Regions from separate parts of the Mus musculus genome. Here region 1 is linked to region 2. A link is a contact called in public HiChIP or PLAC-seq data. All regions are on one chromosome and are shown on one strand. The core of a region is the stretch at or near the end of the contact, and the rest is flanking DNA. Distances in the headings are between cores, read along the strand shown. Region 1 holds the start of Zfp422 (zinc finger protein 422). Region 2 overlaps Marchf8 (membrane associated ring-CH-type finger 8).

Evidence for each region. HiChIP or PLAC-seq counts read pairs in DNA pulled down with a chosen protein or histone mark.
Region 1: a contact with region 2 is called in an HNF4G HiChIP or PLAC-seq map of pancreatic cancer cells. The contact joins the promoter of Zfp422 here to the enhancer-like site in region 2. A contact is called at or near these places in 2 of 39 promoter capture datasets (embryonic stem cells and stem cell-derived epiblast-like cells), 1 of 115 datasets of contacts at active chromatin or transcription factors (pancreatic cancer cells) and 2 of 9 other capture datasets (adipose tissue and liver).

What each region holds. Positions count from the first base shown.
Region 1 is chr6:116,626,889-116,632,743 of GRCm38.p6, reverse strand. It overlaps Zfp422 (zinc finger protein 422), which reads left to right and starts at 3,745. Exons shown (of 2, transcript NM_026057.3): 1 at 3,745-3,813; 2 at 5,611-5,855. The coding sequence starts at 5,708.
Region 2 is chr6:116,403,010-116,409,385 of GRCm38.p6, reverse strand. Marchf8 (membrane associated ring-CH-type finger 8) reads right to left here. Exons shown (of 8, transcript NM_001302383.1): 6 at 5,786-5,966; 7 at 3,604-3,751; 8 at 1-3,361. The coding sequence ends at 3,060. Among named protein-coding and RNA genes, the nearest start is that of Gm38880, 7.0 kb to the left of the region's middle. Within about 2 kb of position 2,560, at least 52 of the 459 cell types and tissues checked have an H3K27ac peak or open chromatin away from gene starts, as enhancers often do. A contact at or near this core is called in pancreatic cancer cells, where this site is marked.

The sequences.
Region 1 (5,855 bases), core at 2,496-4,995, 220 kb before region 2:
AAGAAAATTCCCCACAGACATGCCCATCTCAGATGATTTTAAGCTGTGTCAACTTGACAATTAAAGCTAATGAGATGGGCTGGAGAGGTGGGTCAGGGGTTAAGAACAGTGACTGCTCTTCCAGAGGTCCTGAGTTCAATTCCCAGCATTCACATGGTGGTTCACAACCATCTGTAATGGGCTCTGATACCATGTTCTGGTACGTCTGAAGACAGCTACAGAGTACTCATATAAATAAAAATAAATACATCTTTTTTTAAAAAGCTAATGAGAACAACGCTGTGCATTAATTCATTCCAGCTTTGATAAAGTTCATATAGTGTCTGGCTTATTGAGTTGTTGACCATTATGCAGATCAAACATCATTAAGCTCAGGGCTCTGGCATCTGCAGAAACAGCTCCCTCTGCTGGCCAGAACTCTTCAGCCAGAGACAGGAACTCCTGAAGCAACTGTCTGGCCTTCATTTACCTATTGGCCAAGGCAGATACAGTGAGCCCTGCTTTGTAGGACTGTGGCTAGAAGAGAATAAGGGAAATATTGAAGTAAGCAGAGAAGCATCTTACCAGTTTGTTGATGCAACAAATGTGTACTGAGAACCTCCTGCCTGCTGAGCATGGTTCTTAGCCCTGCAAATACAACCAAGAACCTGACAAACCGTGTCAGACCTCATGTGCCACAGTCAGGTCATTGGCTTTTGTTTTGAGATGGGAAGACTTTGGGAGGCTTTGGACCCATGAAAGGCATGATCTAATTTGGTTTTCAGAGGGTGACACTGAGCTCCGAAAGGACATTTGTCAGGAAGCAAATGCAGTCGCAGGGGCGGGGAGGGGGACGATGACACTGACACTTGAGGCTCTGTGGAGATTGCAGGAAAGGGGCTTTGTTCTGAACACACACTGTGAAGACAGGCCCAGAACAATCTGTGAAAGTGAGGGATGGGGAGCTGGAGAGATCCCTGCCAGGCAGGCAGTTAGGGAAAGGGGTCACAGATAAATAAAAAAGTTGGCAGACTCCCAGCCTCTTTCTCACCTTTCTGACCTGAGACAGAGGCCAGGTGGAACTTTCTTCAGGCAGCAGGAACCTCCCTCTGGCTGACCCGTCCAGGCTGCTTAGATATGTTCAAGGCCAATCCTGAGCATGTTTACCTAGAGCTGCGGGTCTGTCCGCTCCCTGTTCTGTCTAAACTGTCTCCGTTAGAGTTTCTATTGCTGGAATGAAACACCATCACCAAAGCAACTTGGGGAGGAAAGGGTTTATTTCATCTTACACTTCCAGGTAAGAGTCCATTCCTGAAGAAAGCCATGGTAGGAACTCAAGCCGGGCAGAAACCTAGAATCAGGATCTGATGGAGAAGTCAAGAAGAGCTGCTCACTGCCTTCCTCCCCAGGGCTCACTCAGCTTGTGCTCTTAAATACCCCAGAATCACCTGCCTAGGCTGACACCACCTACACTGAGCTGGGCCCACTGACAACAACTGTTAATTGAAAAAAAAAAATGCCCTACAGATATGCCTACAGGAAGAACATAAGGGGATGAAAGGGGTTGTTTCTCAACTGAGAGTTCCTCTTCCCAAATGACTCTAGCTGGGTCAAGGTAGTATAACACCAAACAGGACATTAGCCAGTATGAAATGAGGAGAGTGAGAACTCAACCTGGGGAACCCAAAAGCCCCCCCCCCCATGAGGAAAATGATAGAGAACAGGGCGCTGATAGCCCCACGTGAGGAAAATGGATTTTGGTTTCTGAATCCCCTTTCCACCTTGTGGAGAGTCTTTCTTTCTGTGTGCTTTTCAGTAGCTGTCTCCGGGGCCTGCTTTCTCACTGACTTTAACTGGGGGATGGGTGGGTCCACCACTTCCTTTTCCAATGCTCGTGTGTGTGTGTGTGTGTGTGTGTGTGTGTGTGTATGTGTGTGTGTTGTGGTTGTTGTTGTTCTGTTTTTTTTACCTTTTTGTGTCTTGGATTTTTTTCTCTTTTATTTCTTTAGCTGGTGAGAAAACACCCAGCCAAGACCCCCAGATGGCACCAGAAGGGTTGTTTGTAAGTTTAGAGTAGGGGAGACCATGACAAGAGTGACATTGAGGATTTTGGCTTGAGCAGCTGGAGTGAAGGCACGGTTGTCAATTGCTGGGCGGAGACTATCGAGGGACAGAACGTTTGATGTGCCATGCTCACTGCGCATTCAAACGGGATCCCAAGCAATCGGATCCAGGAGCCTGGAGCTCTGGAGAGTTGCACATGTCAATGGGTCAAGAGAGTTTATGCTGGGACCAAATATAAATGACCGTGGCCCAGAAACAGATTTAGGTTACCTCAAATCCCAGGCCCCAACATGGAAGCAGTTTCATGAAGTTTCATAGTAATAGAATAAAGAAAGTTGCAAAACAAGACACTTTGGAACACACTAGTGGAAGCATGGAGTGGGAGGTTATAGCAGCATGGAGGAACCTCAGCTGCAGGCTTCCGCTATCAGATGACTCTTGGACTTCTGGTTGTAGAAAATCAGTTTTGTTAAATTAGCACATCCCAAAATATTTTTTACCTGTCAGTCACAGGATGTCAGGTCAAAAGTGGGCAAAGTAGTGGTTATTTCCATGGCTAGAGATACCTCAAACTCTGTTATGACTGGGCTCCGGACCTACGACACTCCCAAACCCTCCATAACCACAGAAGCTCACTTATCTGGCCAGCCGCGCAGAAGAGTGCTGCTTCTCTGCAGGAAGTTGCATTTATGGACACCAGGATCAGCCAAGGTCGCCAGTGAGGGGAGTCTGCCTTAATGCGATGAATCTGAAGCCATTAGAACTCCCCTGGGAAGGAAGCATGTGTGCCTTTCCAAACCGAGTTGTTCACTCACAGTGTGAGCGGGAGCAGAATTCCTCTCCAAGCTGGGGTTCCTGCCCAGTACACTGAACGCATTCATTTTCCTCTGATAGGAGTGGCTGATGCAAAGTCACGGCTCTCTCCTCAAAGTCATGAGTTTTATTCAGAGGCCAAACACAAGTGATGATGGCCCAGGGAACACAGATTTAGATTACCCAAACTCCGCCTTTCAACCTGCAACCAAATTCATGAAGGTTTGACAGTAACAGAACAAAGAAAGCCATAAATCAAGATACTTTTAAATTCATTTGTAGAAACATCAGAGAGGTGGGTTAGAGCTCTGTTTAGACATCTCAGCTATAGATGTCATCTAACATAGTATTCTTGGCCTTTTGATTGGAGAATGGGATTTTGTGTTTTATCTGTCAGGATGTTGCACATCCTTCCATAGAAGTGGACAAGGAATGGATGCATCCCAAGATGAATACTAATTATGCTCTGGACCTGCAACATCCCAACCTCTCTTCACCACCGCCGTTTTAATCAATCAGTCAGCCTGTGCGGACAGTGTCCTCCAGAAATTTCACGGGCCTTTTGGTGATATAAGGCGACCCGTGAAAAACATAAGTAACACCTTAGGCTGAAGTTATTTCTCTAGACTAGATACTCAGTACTAAGAATGCAATTTACAAGTTGGAACGGGCTGGTTTGGGGGTGGTGAGCAGAATCTAACAAAGGCCAGTTTCTGTGTAGGTCGACCAGAATAGAAAGAGAGCGGGTAACAGGCCTTAAGGTCCTTGGCTCTGCCTTCTGAGTGGTAAGAGAGGAACACAAAAGGACCACCGGAAGAATCCGCAGGATATGGTGGGGTGGGCCGGGGACCATAGAGGGTCTCTCCGCCTCTTCCTAGAGCGGCCGGCAGCTCCGCGGCTAGCAGCCCGCACTTCCGGCGGGCGAGGCGCGAGGCGGGCACCGTGGCGGCCTGCGCGGTGAGTACGCGGGGCCTGCGGGTCTGCCTGGGCCGGTGTTGGGTCGGGTCGGGCTGCGGCGCTGCACGGAGCCCGGCGGGTGGCCTCGGGCTGGGGTCGGCTTCGGCCTGGGCGCCTCCGCTCGCCGCGGAGGAGAAAGACTCCATTGTACGGGTGGGTAGGCTGCACCGGGCCATTGTGAGCGACTTGGAGGGAAGCGGCGGACTCTTTGTTGCTGCCGTAAATGGGTGAGGGAGCAGGTGCACGCCGGCTAGACGGGTCCCCAGTACTGGAGCTCCATCACCCAGCTTTACCCAGCCTCTCCCCTACTGGGGACCTCGATCAGACAACCGGACTTGGCGGGCGTTAGACGAGGGGGCGATGGACTCCCCAGGTCGGACAGTGAGAAATCAGGCCCGGAGGCGGCTCCGGGGTTGGGATGGGTAAAGGAGCTAAAGGAGCTTCGGGCCTGTGTTTACGAACCCACGAAAGGAGGTTTTAAATCAGCTTTATTTTAAAAATAGGAGCACACATAGGCTACCTGTAAGTATGATTACTTCATCCATAGGTAGATTCCATAATCGATCAGTTTGCAACCAGTTGTGAGTTCCCCGGTATTTAAAGAGATGTGTTTAAAAGTGTATGCTTACCATTATAGCTATTTATTGAGTACCAGGTACCCCACACAGTGTCTCCTGTTTACGTGGTCTGTACATAACCGAGACGGTTATGGGCAGTGATTGCTGTAGATCTGTGTTATGTGCAGTTTGCTCTTTCTGTTGCTGCAATTGTAGCAGATAAAATTATTAAACACCCAGGAAAAGCCCCTGGGCACTCTTACGTTTGGAGGATTATTATACAGCAAAATCAAGACGAAGGAAAAAAAAGGCAGGAAAAGATGTCATTTGTGTTTTTATTTACTTACTTTAAATGCTTGTGTGCAAGGAAACTCAGAAAAATAACTGAGTTGCAAGTAGGTTTTCCAACTAACCTAAGACACTGGAAGTCCAGTGACTGGCTTTGCAGGCCTGAACACCTCCCACACTCTCGCCTATTTGGAGTGTGTGTGTGTGGAAGGGGTTGTTTTGACAGCTTCCAGACAACCTTAAATGTAATGCAATAAACTTATTTTAGAGCTTTTGGTTGTGCTCTCCTTCTTGGCGTGCTATAGTCTAGGAAAGGAAGAATAAAGTGTTTTGGTTTTTTTTTTTTTTTTCCAGATTTTTCTCACCTAGTATTTTCTGAATAAGACTCTTGGGAAACTTGAAATTCTCTTTACCGATTAGCTTCTATTTTCAACTCCGCTTGCTAAGTTATCATCTATAGAAATAACCAAGCAAATAAGAATAGATAGGAATCTATGGAGGTGTAGTATAATCTGTCATTTCTTTTGAATTGGATATCTTACGTAGCAGCTATTAAATGAGAAATTTAGCACAGCCAGTATTGACCTGAGATGCTGTTTAGCAGAGATATTGATCATCTTTTGCAGTTATTTTTGTATCTTCTCTGAGACTTTATCTTGCTTTTGCTTTTTAGTCCTTCAAAATACTCTCTGTGGCTCCTCCCTAACAGGTTTATGTTTTTCTTCGTCTTCTCTTTTGCCTGTCCAAAATCAGAAACGTTGCAAAATGATGATGATGCTGATTAAGCTTAACCTCTGGCATTAGAATCACCTAACGAGCACCTGTCTCTTAAAAGTGCGTCATTGCACTTGTACTAGGTGTGCTTTGGCTACACATGGATGCAGTTTTGATAGATTGAAGAGGTGCTAGTGCTGAACTAATAAATATCTGTATTTTTCTTTTTCTTCTACAGAAGGGAATTCCGAGTTGCGTCACTCTAGGATATGAGACCTTAGTTCAGAAGTTCAGAAGACAGTAGGATCTCTTGCCGACACATTTGCCTACTCACCATGAGGTTAGGAAAGCCCAAAGGGGGTATTTCTCGAAGCGCCAGCCAAGGAAAAGCCTATGAGAGCAAGCGCAAGACAGCCCGCCAGCGACAGAAATGGGGGGTGGCCATTCGCTTCGACTCGGGCTTGAGTCGACGGAGAAGGAACG
Region 2 (6,376 bases), core at 1,311-3,810:
TTTCCAAGAAAAATTTAAAATGTGAAGTGCTTTTTAGAAACTACACTACACACACCAGTGTAAATTTGGTTTTTATTAACAATCAACTTGAAACGTTGCATCTAAATGTGCACCAGTTACATGCCTTCGTCACTCACTCCCGACACAGAGACAAGTGCCTTTTCTCTCCCTATGCTTTGGGCTTTCCTTGAGCTGCAGCTATAAGCTGCATTATTCCAAACCAGATTTGAACAGGTAGAATGAAATATATACATGTGCATCTAACCACACCCACAAGATTACAGCTCTTCACCCTGCCCACACAGCCTTTCCCCTCTGTCACTTAGATACTACCCCAGGCCTTGAACTGTCCTATCCCCCACCGCCTGAGCCTGCACATCTGTGTCCACTTGGACATACCCACAGGTTTGAAAACTAAGCCTACTTAACGAAGAGTGTCCTGAAGCCAGAAAGGAGAGACAGAGAGACCTAGACTAAGAGAATGTTTACATTTCCAGGAAAATCTTGTGATACACTTGAGCATAACCCTCAACTACTCACTTGTGGCAGCTAGAGTCAAAGCTGTGCGAATGGGTCTATGACATACGGGGTAAAGGCCAAGTTAGAGGGCTGCCAGTGACACCCTGAGACGACTTCCTTCTTCATTTGACCCACAAGCACAAGCCCTCCTGGCCTGAGGTCTCCCTCATCCTAGATCTGCTTGGTCTAGCTACATGCCATCTTCCCACTATATCTAAGCTCAAAGTGAGGAACAATGGGGTAGACAGATAGCCCTGCAAAATTACTCAGAGGCCAAAGAGGCAAGGACTAGGAGAGTCTGGGCAGACCCAGAGCTCTGCCAGATGCTTCGCAGCCGTGCCTTGCCAGTCTCCTGCACTGAGTCACATGTGTAGTTGTTTACTAGATCAGAGAACCTTCAGGGAAAACGAGCGGGGGAAGGATGAAGGACAGAGTTCATCAGAGAAGCCAGAGAAGAGATAGCATCAGGCCTTCCTGAAATAAAGGGAACAACATGAAGCCATGCTTCCAAAGCCACCTATCTATGTGGGAGTACAAGTCCCCTAGGGCAGCTGTGCAGAGACAACCCCCATTGAGGGACACTTTCTTCTCTACAAATGCCTCCATCTTCATTTGACTGCCCACCCAATGTTGGAACATCTTGTCACAGACAGATGGACAGGGTCAGAGACTCGCCGCAGCAGCTGCTAAAAGGAATAGTCAGAGCTTAGTGGGCAGTCTGTAGCTGCCTGGTGTCCTCACTGAGTGTGAGTAATTGCACTTTGGGGCACAGTGAGCACAGGGAGGCTTATGTGGTCTGGGAGAGAGAGGGCAGGCTGACCTAAGGGGTGGGCCCATTAGATAATGGCTGAAAGCCCTGGCAGAACAGCTCCACAACTGAACTCCATGACTCCAGGGAGTAGACAAGGGGATAACAGGACAGAACTTGCTTCCACAAGCCTTCTAGCTAGCCTCCACATGCTTCTGAAAACTAAGCACGGGGCTTCTACTAGGAACTACAAAAGATTCATCTTCGGTTTGCCTCAGTCTCTGGAGAAGACAGGTGAAGCAGCCAAAGCTCAGGGAGATGGACCCTAGGCATTGCCCTGGCCACCTCAAGAGAATCTGAAGACCCTGGAGCCGACAGCAGCCACTTGGAGAGTAGTACACTTCTGCGGTTCCTCTTGTCACATTGTAAGTTGACTATTGCCTGGCACTTTGACAATGGCCTTCAAGAAAAAAAATGTTCAACAAACTTTTTAAAGGGGCAATGGCCACTTAGCAGTAGTGATTTGATTTTGTCTGTCTTGTGAAAATATCGCGCAGGAGGTAACCCCAAGACAGAATAGGTCACATTGGAGCTAAGGACCCTAGTGATCCTGTCAAGTCTGCTTAAGGCAATAAGTGGGTATGAGGCCAGGTCAGTGACACAATGGCGATGCAATTAGCTGACTGCTCACCCAAGACCTCATCCCAGAGCTGGTCTGTTGACCTCCCAGCCCTCAGCAATGACTCCACAGAACTTTGTCAGCACAGGGGACAGCAGAGGTGGATCACAGGAGTGTCCCCAATGTGTACCCACTCCATCTGGAGACATCTGTCAGTCAAAGGAGCGTTTTTTAAATGCTCACCCTGATTCAGATTCATTACATCTCAAAACCCTTTCATTTCAACGCTCACAACAAAGAAATGTATGGGTGAGCTTGTGAGATAGGACTTTTCAGGAAACAGGCTCAAAACCAGAGGAATTACACTCTTAGCATCCATTAATTCCCATGGAGTCTCAGACCTGTCTGTCTTGCTTAAAGTCTGAAGTCTTTTCTGGACATGGAAGGACATCTACTACTCAGAATATATAAGGCAGAAATGGTTTCAGTTCGATTTTGATGCAAAGAGATAACAGGCAATAAAGAGAACATTTCTAAATGTGACACGTGTTTAAACATGTCACTCCCATTAAACACAGGAATTCCAAAATAAAAACTCTCATAAAGTGCTGTTTTCTCAGTGAGTCACACACCAGCAGACACAGCCCAAGGCCTTGTCTGCCCCCCGAGCAAGGTGGTGGCATCAGCTGAGCAAGGCAGGGGCTGCAGGGCTGCTGTCTGGAGGCACTGCTCCCTTGCCACTCCTAGCTCTCGTTAGTGTGAGGGACCCCTCCCAGCAGCAGCAGCCCTCCCGCACCATGCTGCTCTGTCCTCTGGGGACCCTCCATCACCCGCCTCCTCTCCCCATGCTGCTCTGTCTTCTGCTTTAGCTTTTTACTTCCATAATCTATTCAAGACCAGGGGCTGGAACTTAGCCAGCTCCTTGTCATGGATACATGGGGTCTCCCACCTTCCCAGACCACAGAGAAGCCTGGCAGAATGGAACCCAGTGGTACCTGCCCCACAAGAATTCTAGGACATTCACACCAAGGAGGGTTGAGAAAAAGAGAGGCCACTATAAATAGTCACCTGCCCAGTCTATGCTATTAAACGACAGAAAGAAGGAACACAACTGGCAGCAGACAAATTCCTTCAGCTGTTGGTGGACATCAAGGAAATGACACCCTCACATGGTCAGACGTTAATAATTTCTGCTCCAGTGTCTTCAGGCTCTGTGCAAGAAGAATTTGTGGTGGAATGACACATTCCATGTCCTTCTTTATTTTCAAGGGTGGGCTCTGTAAGTGCAGACTTTTCAAAAATATTCTTTTTACTTGTTTCTGGACAGTTCTGAACATAGATCACTCTATTGTAAGCCTTGAGTCTTTTCCATAACTGTAGGTACACCTTGCACTGAACATACATAAAGAGAAGTCCTCCAGTGAAGCCGATGGCCACAACTACCAGCTTCGTCCAGAAAGGCCACTCTAGGATTCCTGCAGGGGAGACTCAGTTAGCTCATCAGGAGGTCTCATGTCAGAAGGAAGCAGGACAGAGCTTCTGAACGCCCACAACCACTCTGTACATTTCTGACTCATCAAGTCCTCCCTCCCCAAAAGGAGCAGGAAGTGTTCTCAATGTAGTTTACTCTGCTCTCTCAGGAAACAGAGCTCTAAACCCCAGAACCTCAGTCCCCAGGACCTGTGTACAGCACTCACCTCACGGCCCATATACTCACCTGTTACCTGACCCTGCTTGATTTCCTCTGCTGTGCGGTCAATGAGCACATACAAGGACCAGACCACACAGGTGATAGCAATGACATGGAAGGTCACTGAGCACATGATCTTCCTGCGCTCACTGGCAGTCATCTGCAACTTCTCCCACTGGAAGACAACACAGGGATATGAGGCTCAGCTTCAGAGCAAAGGATCACAATGGGAAGCAGTGAGCGTTGCCCATGGCTACGAGAGGCTTTCCTTCCCTCCCTCTCCTAGGCCAGATCAATCTCCCCACACACACAAAACTACGTTAAGCCAGTTGGCTTCAATGACATAGCGGACAAAGCCAACTTTCTGTGCAATGAAGAGAAGCCAGGACTGAGACGAGCAGTGGCCTCCCATGAGCTAGTTTCTTACTCCTGCAGTCAGACAATGAAGACTTGACAAAAGGAGTACGGCAGCTGAGCCGCAGCTGCTAGGGTCAGGTCTGTGCTAACTGGTGACACCACAGCACACCAGGAACGGGTCTCATCGGTGCTGGAAAGGGGAATGGCAGAAGGCTCTCACTCTTTGGTCCTCTGCTACTTTGGTAGCAACAGCTTGAAACCGATGCTTAAGAGTTCCTGACCATGGGATGGATCCCCGGGTGGGGTAGTCTCTGGATAGTCCATCCTTTCTGGGAAGAGAGGCCCCTTGGTACTGCAAACTTTATATGCCCCAGTACAGGGGAATGCCAGGGCCAAGAAGTGGAAGTGGGAGTGGGTGGGTAGGGGAGCAGGGCAGAGGGAGGGTATAGGGAACTTTCGGGATAGCATTTGAAATGTATATAAAGAAAATATCTAATTAAAAAAAAATCCTGAACAGCCAGGTGTGGTGGCGCACGCCTTTAATCCCAGTACTCGGGAGACAGAGGCAGGCGGATTTCTGAGTTCAAGGCCAGCCTGGTCTACAGAGTGAATTCCAGGACAGCCAGAGCTACACAGAGAAACCCTGTCTCAAAAAAAAAAAAAGAGTTCCTAACAAGCAGCTCTGCCAGTGCCATCCCTCTAGGAGGTCATTAACTTATCCGGACACACTGGCCTAGTCATTTACTGGTTTCCAAATCAGAAGACAGAAAAGTAGAAAGAAGAAAGTGTAAACATTTTGCTTATCTTCTGCTAATGACGGGTATAGACTATCAGGCTAAGTTGCAAACAGAGCTTCATTAGTGATCTATACTATCCAAGTGTTACAGGATCATGTGACAGATTACACCAAGTAGGTCCCAGGAGCCTCTGACCAGGCAGAGCATTTTCTTGAGCAGTTTGCACCTGCCTTCTCTAACATCCAACTGCTTTCTGTTGGGGTTTCAGAAGTAGCACGGTTCCTGAATCAGCACCTTGTGTCTTCTGTGCCTGGTTCTCACTCTTTCCTAAGATACCCATGGCTCAACCCTTTTACACTCCCGCAGTGCTCACATTCACCACCTCAGTGGATACTTTTCTCCACAGGCAATCTGGCCCCTGCCTGTTAAAGCCTGTTCACTCTGCCTGCAAATCATACACACTGGGGAGAAGCACTCCCCAAGCCAAACCATCTACAATGCCCCTCCTCCCATGAGACTGCCCCACGAGGAGCACTTCTTTCTGTGTGCTCCATTGCCAGCTAACTTAGCATTTAATCGGCCCCATAATAATAAGTTCCCTAGCAACTTATATATTAATGCTTTTGGCACAGTAGGAGCCTTTTTTCTCCTTCCAAATATGATCTTTTGTGCTGGGCAGAGAGAGAAGTATGAAACTGACAAGTATGGATGGGAAGGCAGCAGTGACTTGGGGGACCTCCTTATGTAGTAATCCTTTCAGCTAGCAAATACTTAGCACAGACATACAAACTGTGCTGAACTAGACTCAGTGTTGGAGATACTCATCACTAAGTGTCCTAACAAGAGACACAAAACAGCTGACATATAAGAAATTAAATGCTGAGCAAGATGTCACAAGATAGTTGGTGGTCAAAGGAGAGAAGAGCAAGAAGAAAACAGTGTCAGTGTGATGGAAAGAGAAGCAGCATGAAGGAAGGCCAGACCTGAGCCATTACCATCAGAAGTAAGGCTCGACAGCAAGCACTCCAGCCTCAATTTCTAAAGCAGTGAACACAGCTGCCCAGGTACAGTCTGAAAGGACGACTCTGCCGAGCACCCACCCCCTTCTCACGTACTTTCCTCAAAGGTTTCAGCTTGGTCTCCATGATGAACTCGTACTTGCAGAGTTCACAGCAGCGTGTGTCAGAACTCTTGATCCACTGCTGCAGGCAAGCCTGATGCACGAAATGGAGGCTCCCTGTGCAGTGACAGGGGGTGATCAGAGGGCTCTCGTCATCCCCTTCACAGTGGCAGATCCTGTGGTGGAAGGGAACTAGTCAGTGAAAAGAGGAGCTCTAGGAGGGAAGATGGCGCTGCACCAGAAGGCCAATTCCTCCACAAACCAAAGTTCAGAAATGAAAACCGTAAAAGTGACTGTCAGCACAGAGACACACAAGCACGAATGAGAAAAATCACGATTAGCTGAACGTCAGCTTACCACAGCAGCAACGTCAGGATGGCAGTTGGCAACGGAAAGGGAAGAACGATACAAAAAATGACAAAATAGGCATTTTTAGGGAAGACTTCAAACTTTCAAAGATAAAATTTAGGCAACAATAAAGACACCTTCCAGAACATAAGACATTAGAGGGAAAACGTCTATGTAAACCAAAACAAGCACTCTCACCTCCAAAACACTACAGTGGCTTAAAAGGCTTGCTTGCTAG